Regions from separate parts of the Sus scrofa genome. Here region 1 is linked to region 2. The links are chromatin contacts, called in public Hi-C maps. All regions are on one chromosome and are shown on one strand. The core of a region is the stretch at or near the end of the contact, and the rest is flanking DNA. Distances in the headings are between cores, read along the strand shown.

What was found. A called contact is a pair of places that touch in the nucleus more often than the background predicts.
Region 1: a contact with region 2 is called in a Hi-C map of liver, with 4 times the contacts expected there. The contact joins the enhancer-like site here to the promoter of ITGB5 in region 2. A contact is called at or near these places in 5 of 5 promoter capture datasets (fetal liver, fetal skeletal muscle, liver and 1 more), 16 of 47 Hi-C or Micro-C datasets (adipose tissue, alveolar macrophages, brain and 9 more) and 2 of 2 datasets of contacts at active chromatin or transcription factors (alveolar macrophages and skeletal muscle).

What each region holds. Positions count from the first base shown.
Region 1 is chr13:135,577,608-135,582,930 of Sscrofa11.1, reverse strand. It overlaps ITGB5 (integrin subunit beta 5), which reads right to left. Exons shown (of 15, transcript NM_001246669.1): 11 at 5,255-5,323; 12 at 684-787. Among named protein-coding and RNA genes, the nearest start is that of UMPS, 70 kb to the left of the region's middle. Within about 2 kb of position 3,545, at least 40 of the 83 cell types and tissues checked have an H3K27ac peak or open chromatin away from gene starts, as enhancers often do. A contact at or near this core is called in adipose tissue, brain, fetal liver and 5 more, where this site is marked.
Region 2 is chr13:135,466,780-135,471,717 of Sscrofa11.1, reverse strand. It overlaps ITGB5 (integrin subunit beta 5), which reads right to left and starts at 3,607. Exons shown (of 15, transcript NM_001246669.1): 1 at 3,527-3,607. The coding sequence starts at 3,596.

The sequences.
Region 1 (5,323 bases), core at 2,296-4,795, 110 kb before region 2:
AAACATGGCTTCCCAGCTTCCTGGGCACAGCTGGATGTCATTTCCTATCATCCCTGCAATAAATGTGGCTGGACGACTACGCTCTGGGGGAAGTTATCTGCACCGCTTCCAGGCCCGGCGCTTATAAACCTCCCACGTGACCCCTCCCTCTGTCTTCCCCATCTGCAGGCTCAGTGGAGAGGATTCTAAGGACCTAAGAGGGTGGAACCACAATCTAGAGGGTCCCTGAGCTCCTGCAGGACCACACGGAGGCCTTGTCAACTAGGAACCCCTCCACCAGAATTTCAAGGAGTGACAAAGTGACTGCTGCTTTAAGTCCCTGAGGCATGGGGTTTGGTTGTTGCAGCCGCAGTACTTATTCCAACTAACATACTGACTTCCCGAGAAGCCAGGAAGACGTGACTAGGAAGGGACTGGGCTCCAGTGATGGGGCAGAGACTTCTGAACAGGAGGTCTTAGGCCCTAGAGAGCCTGGAACATGTCCTCTAGCCCAGGTACCCCAAGTCCTCTTGGGGAGCCAGCAAAGACTGGCCAAGGGTGCTGAGGCTGCTGCCTAAGTCAAGGCCAGAACCACACTGCTGTCTGCCAGGCAGCCCGGAAGCTCGTACTCACGGGAGAGAACATCTACATGCCTGCAAAGATCCAGCCCAGGGAGGCTGCCCAGGGCCGCTCGGCACACTCACCGATGGTGTCCACCCGTGTGATCACCTCGTCCTTGCACAGGTTTTGGCAGGTCTGGTTGTCAGCTGAGCTTCCGGAGTGAAGCAGCAAACACTCGACACAATCTCTGTGGAAAGAGGCCGTGAACGTGGGGGTCAGATGCCGTGCAGCAGCTCCACCCAGGAAGCGAGCGCAGCCCCAGCCCTCTGGCAGGCCGCTGAAGGCTTTAACTTTCCCGTCTTCAGATGTTTGGCTTCAGGGACTGTTTCTGCTCAGCCCTTTCGGTTGCTATCATGCAGGGAAGCCCGAGGGTTCTTGGAGGAACATGAGTTGAGAGGCATATCTGGTCCACGTGTCAAGGTGCAGATGGGCGACCTTCGAAATTCTGATATCAGGAGACAAACCCGTCTGCACCCTGGAGCCTCAAATGCCTCACTAAGGAGTCTGAAAAAGTGTTCCCGGCCTCGAAGAGGGGTCCTTACACCCCCAGGACCCCAATTCCCAGGACCCCCCCCTGCCCGCCTGCGCATTCTTCTCTAGATGGGCTTTCAAGACAAAAGTATTGCCGCCTGGGTCCAGCCACACCCATGGACTCCTATCTCCAGGGCCAGACCCTGGGCTCCCGGGGCATCTGATTAAAGGGGAGGGCCAGCGGGAACCACTATCCTAGAGACTCCCAGGCCCTCGCCCCCTTCCCCCTCCCAGACAGAGCTCCAGCAAAGGAGCTAAGCTCGAAGGGTCTGTAAAGTTTCTGTGGAGGGAGAGAGGGTCCTGACCCCTCTGGGGGACTTTGGGGCTGTGGGAGCATAAATGGGATGGTGGGGACTCAACTCCAGGGAGAAGTGGGCTGGAACAGAACAACCTGCTGACAGTGGCCTTGCAGGGACTTTGCGAGATGATAGTGCCCGGTGGCCCACAAGGAGGGTGAGAACCCCCAAAACAGGGCCTCCTTGGGAAAACAGGGCAAGGGAAGCAAGAGCCAAGCATGCTGGGAGGGCCGCCACCTCCCTGCAGCGGTGCCCTGGCACCAGAGGGTGGCAGGTGGCCTCACAGAGCCTTGGCCAAGTGGGGGACAGCCGCCCTCCCTACCCCCCAGGCCTGCGGCGGCCAAGGGAGCTGTGTGTCTGGAAAGCTCTCTGGCAAAAACAGGGAGGGATATACAACCGCCAGGCATCACCTTCATTATGATCATGTTTAAGCCCCTCGGGACAAGGAGACCAGCTACTGCATGTCTGGGGCAGAAACCGTGCAGTGGTGCGTCAGGCCTGGAGGGAGCTGGGAGCCTTGTATTAAGTCGCTCTTCTTGTACAGGCAAGGGACATGAGAAATCAATGGTAGTGGGGTCCAGCACCCAGGTGCCCTGCCTCTCAGACAAGTCCCTCCCGAGGCCTTGCTCCACTTTCTGACCACAAAGGAGCAAAGAACGAGCAGATGGTGGAAAGAAAGTACAAAACCGTCTTACCGGGCTTGTAACATGCTTAAGAATTCAGAGTTTCTGTTGTGGCTCAGTGGTAACAAACCCGACTAGTATCCATGAGGACATGGGTTCGATCCCTGGCCTCGCTCAGTGGGTTAAGGATCCAGCGTTGCTGTGAGCTGTGGTGTATGTAGGCTGAAGATACGGCTCGGCTCTGGTGTTGCTGTGGCTGTGGCACAGGCTGGCAGCTGTAGCTCCGATTTGACCCCTAGCCTGGGAACCTCCATATGCCACAGGTGTGGCCCTAAAGATAAATACATAAAAATAAATTAAAAAATAATATGCTTAAGAATTCAACTATCCCAGAATTGGCCACAAAATCCCACTCTCCTGGGAAGGCTTTCACGGAAACATCTTGCGGTTACAAACAAGGTGGTAGTTTTTGCATTTCTCCCGAGGCCACAGCCCCAGTGGGCAGGGAACTGCGACCTGGCTAGGGACCAGGAAGGAGTGGCTCCAGCTCTGCTTATTCATGCTGATCTGCTGCCCCGCCACCACCACCAGGGATTAACACATTGCAAAGAAAGCTGGCTGCTGCCAGTCTCTGCTCCGATTCACCTTGCCCTCCATCTGCGCCCCCTGTTGTCATGAAACCACAAGGCCGCTTCCAGGGAACATGCCCTGATCATCCGTGCAGACATTATCAGTTTAACCTGTGTGCTCCACGTACTCGGTTGAAACTTGTGATATGTTGTGCTCATGTATTAAAATAAGCCTGGCCTTTAAACAAACAGGTTGCTGAGACAGACTTTGCTCAGGGAGCCTGTTAATTGAAATCAGCTGAGGCTGAACATGAACTCACCCAAGGTGAAGGGTATGTTTGGTTAGTTCGAGAAAGGACAGATTGGCTGCTCTCAAACCTCAGAGGAAAAACGGACAGAAAGGGAGTTCCCTTGTGGTGCAACAGGTTAAGGATCCGGCATGGTCACTGCAGCAGTGTGGGTCACTGCTGTGACATGACTTCAATCCCTGGTCTGGAAACTTCCACATGCCAAAGGTGTGGCCAAAAAAAAAACCCCAAAATGGACAGGAGACATTCCAAACCTGGTGGGTCTCAGCAAAGCAGCAAATAGAAACAGCTTGACATAAGGCACTATCAAAAAGACTTTGCTTAAAAAAAAAATTACAATGAGGCGGTAAATGAGACAGAGGGTCAGTGTGGCTCGGACACAAGAGGGAGTAAGGAGGTTCATTTACCGCGTCTCTCTGCTCCTTGCTCCTCTGGAATTGCTTAATGGATACCAAATCACCCAGTCCACGTCTCTAGCAAATGAACGCTTTAAACATTTAAGGGGAAGGCTATCTCCTCCGGGGCCTTTTAACTGACCCAAGCCAGTCCTCTACCGCCTTGTGCGCCAGAGGAAGGGAAGCAACGGGCTTTATCAGCTTTTATTAGTTCCATGTGTGTTGTCCTAGCTTGCCCTCCACCCCGCATCAACTTCCTCTACCCCAAGGACTGGAGCCTATACTCTGAAGGGTTCTGCGGCTGCGAGCTGTGGGGATGGCACCTCCCTCAGGCATTAACTGGCTGTGAGTCCAGGCTCAGATGTGATTCCACTGCTCTGTGGGCTCCAGATCCAGGATCCTCCGCTCCTCCGCTGGGTGGCTTCTATTTGGACTTCTGTTGTTTCTCTGCTCTTAGCAGGTCTACAGAGACTCTGTGTTCCCTCTCCCTTACCCTGCCTGGCCTCTTCTAATCACACAAAGTAAAATCTGGCCCTGTCTATCTTGTCTCTCCATCTGCAGCCAGCTTTCAATTACCCACGGCTGGATTATTGTGGCCGATGTCCAACCAGGGGTTCTGCCGCCCAGAGCATCTCTGAGTATGGATTGACCGGCAGCCGCGGCAGCTCAGGGAGTACAGACTCCTCTCATTATGAACCCGAGCCAGGCATTTGGAAGGGCCATCTGCCAAAAAAATTGCACATTTGTGTCTCCCAGCCAAAGGGAAACAACGTCTGTATTATTATTTGTTTCTAGTTATCTGTGCCCCTCCCTCCTGGCCCCTTCGTGCTCGGATGGTGACGGCACAGCTGCTTTTTTGGCGGAATTCAACAGAAACTGTCACTCTTGCTTTCCGAGGACATCACTCCTGGATGTCTTCAATGCCCTCCTCTCATGCACACCCAGGCAGACTGGCAGAGCTGTGGGGAGGTCCACAGGGGAACGTGACCCCATGGCTGAGTCGGGGAAGGCCTGGAGCCTGCGTCTGGACAAGCTCTGCATTCAGCAGCGGCACAGAGACCCGCTCCATTATCTGTACAAATGGAGCAGAAAATTCAAAAGCCACTGCAGTTGGTTCCTGGCATGCCTTATCTAGGTCGGGTGCCCTCCCATCCAATTTACCTTCTGACTATGGTTTGTTTAAAGCAGCCTTTCCCATGTGAGTGGCTTGTGAAACCATGTTGGGAGATGTTAATGGTGGGGGAGGGCAGGAAGCAAATTCATTTGGAAAACAAGATGCATGGGGGGAATCCCTTTTGAAATACGCAGTGGCCCAATAAAGGCTCAAGAAGATGCTATGTTGGTACCAGAATCAGTTTAACTGCCTTTAACTCAGTGGTTCTGAACTTGCTTAGGAACAGAGTAAGAGTCTTGTTTTGCTGCTGCTGTTGCTCTTTTTTTTTTTTTTTTTTTTTTTTGCCATTTCTTGGGCCGCTCCCACGGCATATGGAGGTTCCCAGGCTAGGGGTCAAATCAGAGCTGTAGCCACCAGCCTACACCAGAGCCACAGCAACGTGGGATCCGAGCCGCATCTGCAACCTACCCACAGCTGACGGCAATGCCGGATCATTAACCCCCACTGAGCAAGGCCAGGGATCAAACCCGCAACCTCACGGTTCCTAGTCGGATTCGTTCCCATGACGGGAACTCCATGTTTCGCTTTTTATTTTTATTTTTTAAACAAAATCCCCATGACACCAGTGTTTCAAAGACACTATTCTAGTTAATGTTAGTAAGAGTTTCACTCTCCAGCAAGGCCGAGTGGGAAGGTGCCTGAGATGGGGAGTGAGAGGCTGGCCGGTGCTGAGGGCTGGTGGCCGGATGTCAGGCCTGGTCTGCAGAAGAAGGTGGGGTGTGGGGGGCAGTGGAGAGGGCTGTGGGGAGGGTCTTTACCTCTTGGTGCTGCAGGCGTCAGGGCAGGTCGGGCATTTCTCACACTTCTCCCCAAAGGCCCCTGGCTCC
Region 2 (4,938 bases), core at 2,358-4,857:
AAAGGGGTGGGGGGAGGGAACTACTAACGAAAGAAGGGGGGTCACTCTACACCCCCCAACTCACCCCCAGCATCCACCATAAGGGAGCTGACAAGACCTGCCTGGGAGCCAACTTTTCACCATGGGGCCCAGGAATCAAACCTTACATTCATTCAGTAGAAGCATCCTTACAAACAAATGAGCACCTATAAACGTCAAGTGTTCCTTTACACATATAAAGGCCACTAATCCCATTTCAGCTAGAAAGAAGGAAACCTGAGCCCTCAGCCCTGGCCAACTGAAAATACCTGTGAAGAGATGCCACCCCATGAACCCAGCTGCAGGCCACCATGGGAAAGGGCACTATCATTGAAGTCCTATGGAATCGCCCCATGTTTCTGATATTGTTCAAACTTCCCAGACTATTTCCCTGAGCCAGCCAAAGTAGAAAAAATAGTTACCAGGGTAGGCCGGCACCATGGCCCGCAGCCAACTACTTAGATATTTTAATTCTCCGTTGCCTCAGTAGCTAAATAAGCATGGAGAACAAGCAGGAGAGGAATACTAATTAGAGCTAATTAGACCCTGCCCTCTTCTGCCTCAATCCCCTTTATTAAAAGCCCCCCTAATTCAAGGATGCTGGCGCTAAAGTGTAAAATACCTAGGGGGTAAACAGCGGCCGATGGGCCAAACCCCTATTTGCATTTCTAAACCTTTGCTTGGTTACCTTAGGTGAGCCGGCAAACCCCAGGCCAAATTCTGTCGGTCTCACCACAGACCAGGGGAATCGTGGTGCCGGGGGAGTGCTGCCAACAGGCGTGAAGTAAATAGGATAAAGGGCTCTCCTAGGATTTAGAGCCTTCCAGTGTGCAGGGCATTCACTAAAAGAACATTTGATTTTTTTTTCTTTTTAATAAACTATGATAACAAACATGACTCCAGCTCTGGAGCCCGATCAGTGCCACACTCCTCCCCACTTCTTAGTAGAGAGCAAGAGCCTCACCCCAGAGAAACTCTTTTCTGACTGTGTGGGAAGACCTGTCTGGAGGCCCTCCACAAGGCGAAAATAAGAGCAGATGGGGTGGGGGGGCAGCCTGCCAGGGCTATGTTTGAAATGAACCCCCTTAAATTAAAAGACTGTTTCCTGCTGGAGTAAACACACAGATGAAAGTGTGGTGCAAGCAGTAGAAGGGCAACTTGGCCACTGATCTAGGGACTCCCAGGCAGGCATGACCCTGCAGATCACCGTTGGGTTTTTTTTTTTTTTAAACTGGGTAATGAAGGTTTTTCTTTCGAATCCTGTTTCTAGTAGCAAGACGGAAACAAACTCTGGAGAAAGTACCCTGCAGTGCTTCAAGAAAAAAAAGATAAGGGAAGGAAAAGAAAAACTCTTGTTTCAAACTATGCAGCTGGCTCAGCAACACTGGGAACCTAGGAGAGAAATCACACAGATATGTGTCAACCCCTCCTAACCTTGAGAAGCTCCAGGGCACTAAGAGGGAGGTGGCCAGGTCTGAAGGCCAAGGACAGCCTTGCTCTACCACGGCTCTGCTGCTCCACGGCTCGAGGACTGGCTGAGCTCTAAGCAACGGCGGCAGAAGAAAGGAGCACTGAAAGAGGTGGGATTAAATGGCCGTGGCTCAATGCTTTTTTCTCTTCCTAAGCTGCACCATGTGGGACAAAGGGCTCTGGACCAAAAAGCTATGAGGCTGATGGACAAGGGCAGTGGGCAAATCACTTCGCCCTCTTGGGCCTGCTGGAAAAATGAAGATCATGAAGAAGATGTATTTGAACTTTGAAAAACAGAAATCACAATGCAAATGGAAAATAATGTATTGAAAGAATTCCTTGCAACTGGAAGTGTTTAAGTTTTTATTAGAATCACAGAACGTCAAGCTGTAAGGGAATAAAGAAGGCATCTCCTTCAGCAATTGCCAAACTTCTGGATTTCACAGGTCATTAAGATTTAAAAACAACAGCAACGAAGAAGAGGAGGTAAAATGTTTATAGGACTGCCAGGTTTTTTAATTCTTGCCCAAATGGAAAACTACCCTTCATTAACAGTACATATTACTAAAAGAGGTTTTCTCACCAAAAATATAAAAAGAAATAATTTGAAATTAAAGGCCAGTCCATGTGAAGCAGGGGACTGTTGGCAACGATATACTACTCCTGTATGTGACTCAGGCTACATCCTCCTCTTTGCATTTCCCTGGGAACCCACAAAAACATCAGTGATCTGGCACTGGCTGCCAGATGGTGTTTGCAAACCACTGATCTACTTCAAGCTCTGGCGTGATAAAAGAAACCTGCTACAGTAATAAGTTTGAGTTGGGGGTCAGAAGAAAGTTTTAGTTTGCCCAGACCCTTCCTGCCTCCCAAAGAGAAACCTCCACTGCCTTTACATAAATGAGACACCATAGGGAAGAGCCCTCCCCTTCCCTCGAGCGTCAGACACCTGGTTCACAAGACCAACGTATAGTATCTCGAATTCGCAAGTAAACAAAGCATCTCAACACCATTATCTCCTACAGGAAACGAGAAAATTTGGAGCTTCCTGCTTTTGGAGGGGACGGAGTGCAGGTAGCTCATCTGCCTGGCAGCCCCAGCGCCCAGCAGAGCATCCTCCCTCTGGGGCCTCCCAACAACCCGCCACATCCAGCCCTCTCCCAACTTCGAAAACTTAAAGCAGGTTAACTGAGGGCTCCTCACCCAGCCGCCAGCCCAGGGCAGTGCCCTGCGAGGGCAACTGCACACCCGCTGCCCTCTGCTCCAGAATCCTTCAAAATCAGGGAATGTGCTGCCCGGAGTGTTCATAAACCGCAGGGTACAGCCAGGCAGAAGTTGTCAGATCTGGATGTTCCAGGTGGGGATGTGGTTTGGGGCCCAGGTCTCCCCCTCGGGTGTGCAACGGCTTGGGGGAAGGGGGGGTATATCTTCACAGGAAGGCGGCCGGCCTAGGAGCGGTGAAACTCTAGAATCCGCTAAGGGGCACCGGCACCTCCAGGAGACGAACCCTCAGGAGAAGCCGTGGCCCCACGCTTTGGCTTCAGAGAAGACTCCAAGTCACGCGCCTCCAGGTGCCCTTCGATTCTCCAGGGACCAGGGCACCGGGGCATCACTTGGCGCCTCCCTGCACCCGGGCCGCCCCGAGCCGGCCACAAGGGCCGCTTTGTGCCAGGGAGTGCAGAGCCCGGATCCCGACGCGGGGCGGCAGGCGGCGGCCCTCCCCGCGCACTGGGCGCGGGCGCACGCAGGCTGGGTCAGCAGACGGGCAGGGCTGTTTACACAGGAAGGCTCCTCCTTGCCCGGGAGGGGGCTGGAGGCCGAACGACTGCCCTCAGGGGCTGCGGCGGACCCCGCGCGCGGTGGCTCACGCAGTTCGGGAGCCGTCCACCCGGCCGTCCCCGGCGGCTAGCCACCAAGGAGTGCCCTGGGGACGCCTCTACTTTCAGACAACAGCCCCGGCCTCGGAACCTCCGAGACGCCCGCGGGCGGCTGGCTGCGCCACAAAGTTTCCTTCGGCACGGCGGGCGGCGCGGCTTACCTGGGAGCCGGGGCACGAGCGCGCAGAGCCCGAAGAGGCAGGCGTACAGGGGCGCGGGGGAACGCGGCATGGTGGGGCTCCCGGCTCAGCGGCGGCGTGCGGCGGGGGCCGGGGCGCGGGGGCGGAGGGCCGGGGGCCGCGGCCGAGTGGGAGGCGGGGGCAGCTGAGCTGGCCCGCGCCCTGCCGCCACCATCCCTCCCGCAGCGCTCTCGCCGCCCAGTCCCAGAGCCGCCGCTGCGCCGGCTCGCCGGCCGGGACGCCCGGGGTGTCGCCGCTCGGGACGGCCCCGGAGGGCGGCTCTGGGCAGGCGGATCGGCAGGCTCTGCGCTACGGCGGCGACTCTGGCTCCGGGACGCGCCCCGCGCTGAAGCTCCCCTGCGCGCCGGCACACTCTGCCCGTCGCCTCCGCCCCTTCCCTTCCTCCCTCAGGCCCGCTGGGGTCCACTTTCCTCCTCTCCTTTCTCCTCCCCTTCTCTCCCCTTCCCGGCCCCCGCCCGACTGCCACTCGGTCAGTTTACGGCGAGGCGGGGCTGCGCGAGCTCCGCCCCGCGCGGGGACCGGCCCGAGATTGGAGGCCGAGGGCGTCCAGGTGGGAGCTGCTTCCAGCGCACCTGGGGGCGGGGGCGGGGGCCGAAATCGCGAGGTGGGTTTCGGCGGAGCTTTGGTAGCAACTGGAGGCTACGGGAAGGGGGCGGAGCCGGCTCCGCAGGCTGGCGGAGGTTGCTTGGAGTTGGTGAACTTCAGCAGGGAGAGCGGGTCTGGGGAAATCGTCCTAAGGCGGTGTCGCCCTCCCAGAGCCGGGCTTGTCACGGCGAGGCGACGCCTTCGGTGGGGAAGAGAAGGCGCATGGGGCGTGGAGGCACTCATACAACACACTTTCCCCTCATTAAAGTTTTGCCCCGTTCTCGGATTGGAGACGGGCCAATATGTCGCTAGTTTGTGTTTCCCTTATCTCGATTCACCGGAGGTTTCCTTGAAGCCAAACTGCTGTTAAATTAAAAAACCAGATGCTTTGGCTTTTACCTTATCCTTACAGCTGAGCTGTAAAGTGAGGGGTGGGAGTGGGGAGCTTATCTATCTCCACCCCCCACCCCCAACAACACCTGCAAAGTACTAGGTGGGCTTAGGTTGGGCCATGACGAATGGATTGAGACTGGAATGATTTATAGGCAAAAGGAGAAGAGGCCGCCTGCGTATAGAAGGAAATAATGGGATGCCTAACACGTGCAGAGAGCACTGTGCTAGCCAGGCACTGAAATGTAAATACCGTGTTAACTCCTGCAATCCTCCCCACAACCCTGCTGTTATCCAGATGAGAAAACTGAGACACATAGGGGTTAATTGCCAGAAGAAGTACATTTTCCAAAAGTTCAAAATGCCTTGACTGAAAACAGAAGAAGGAACAAAGGAAT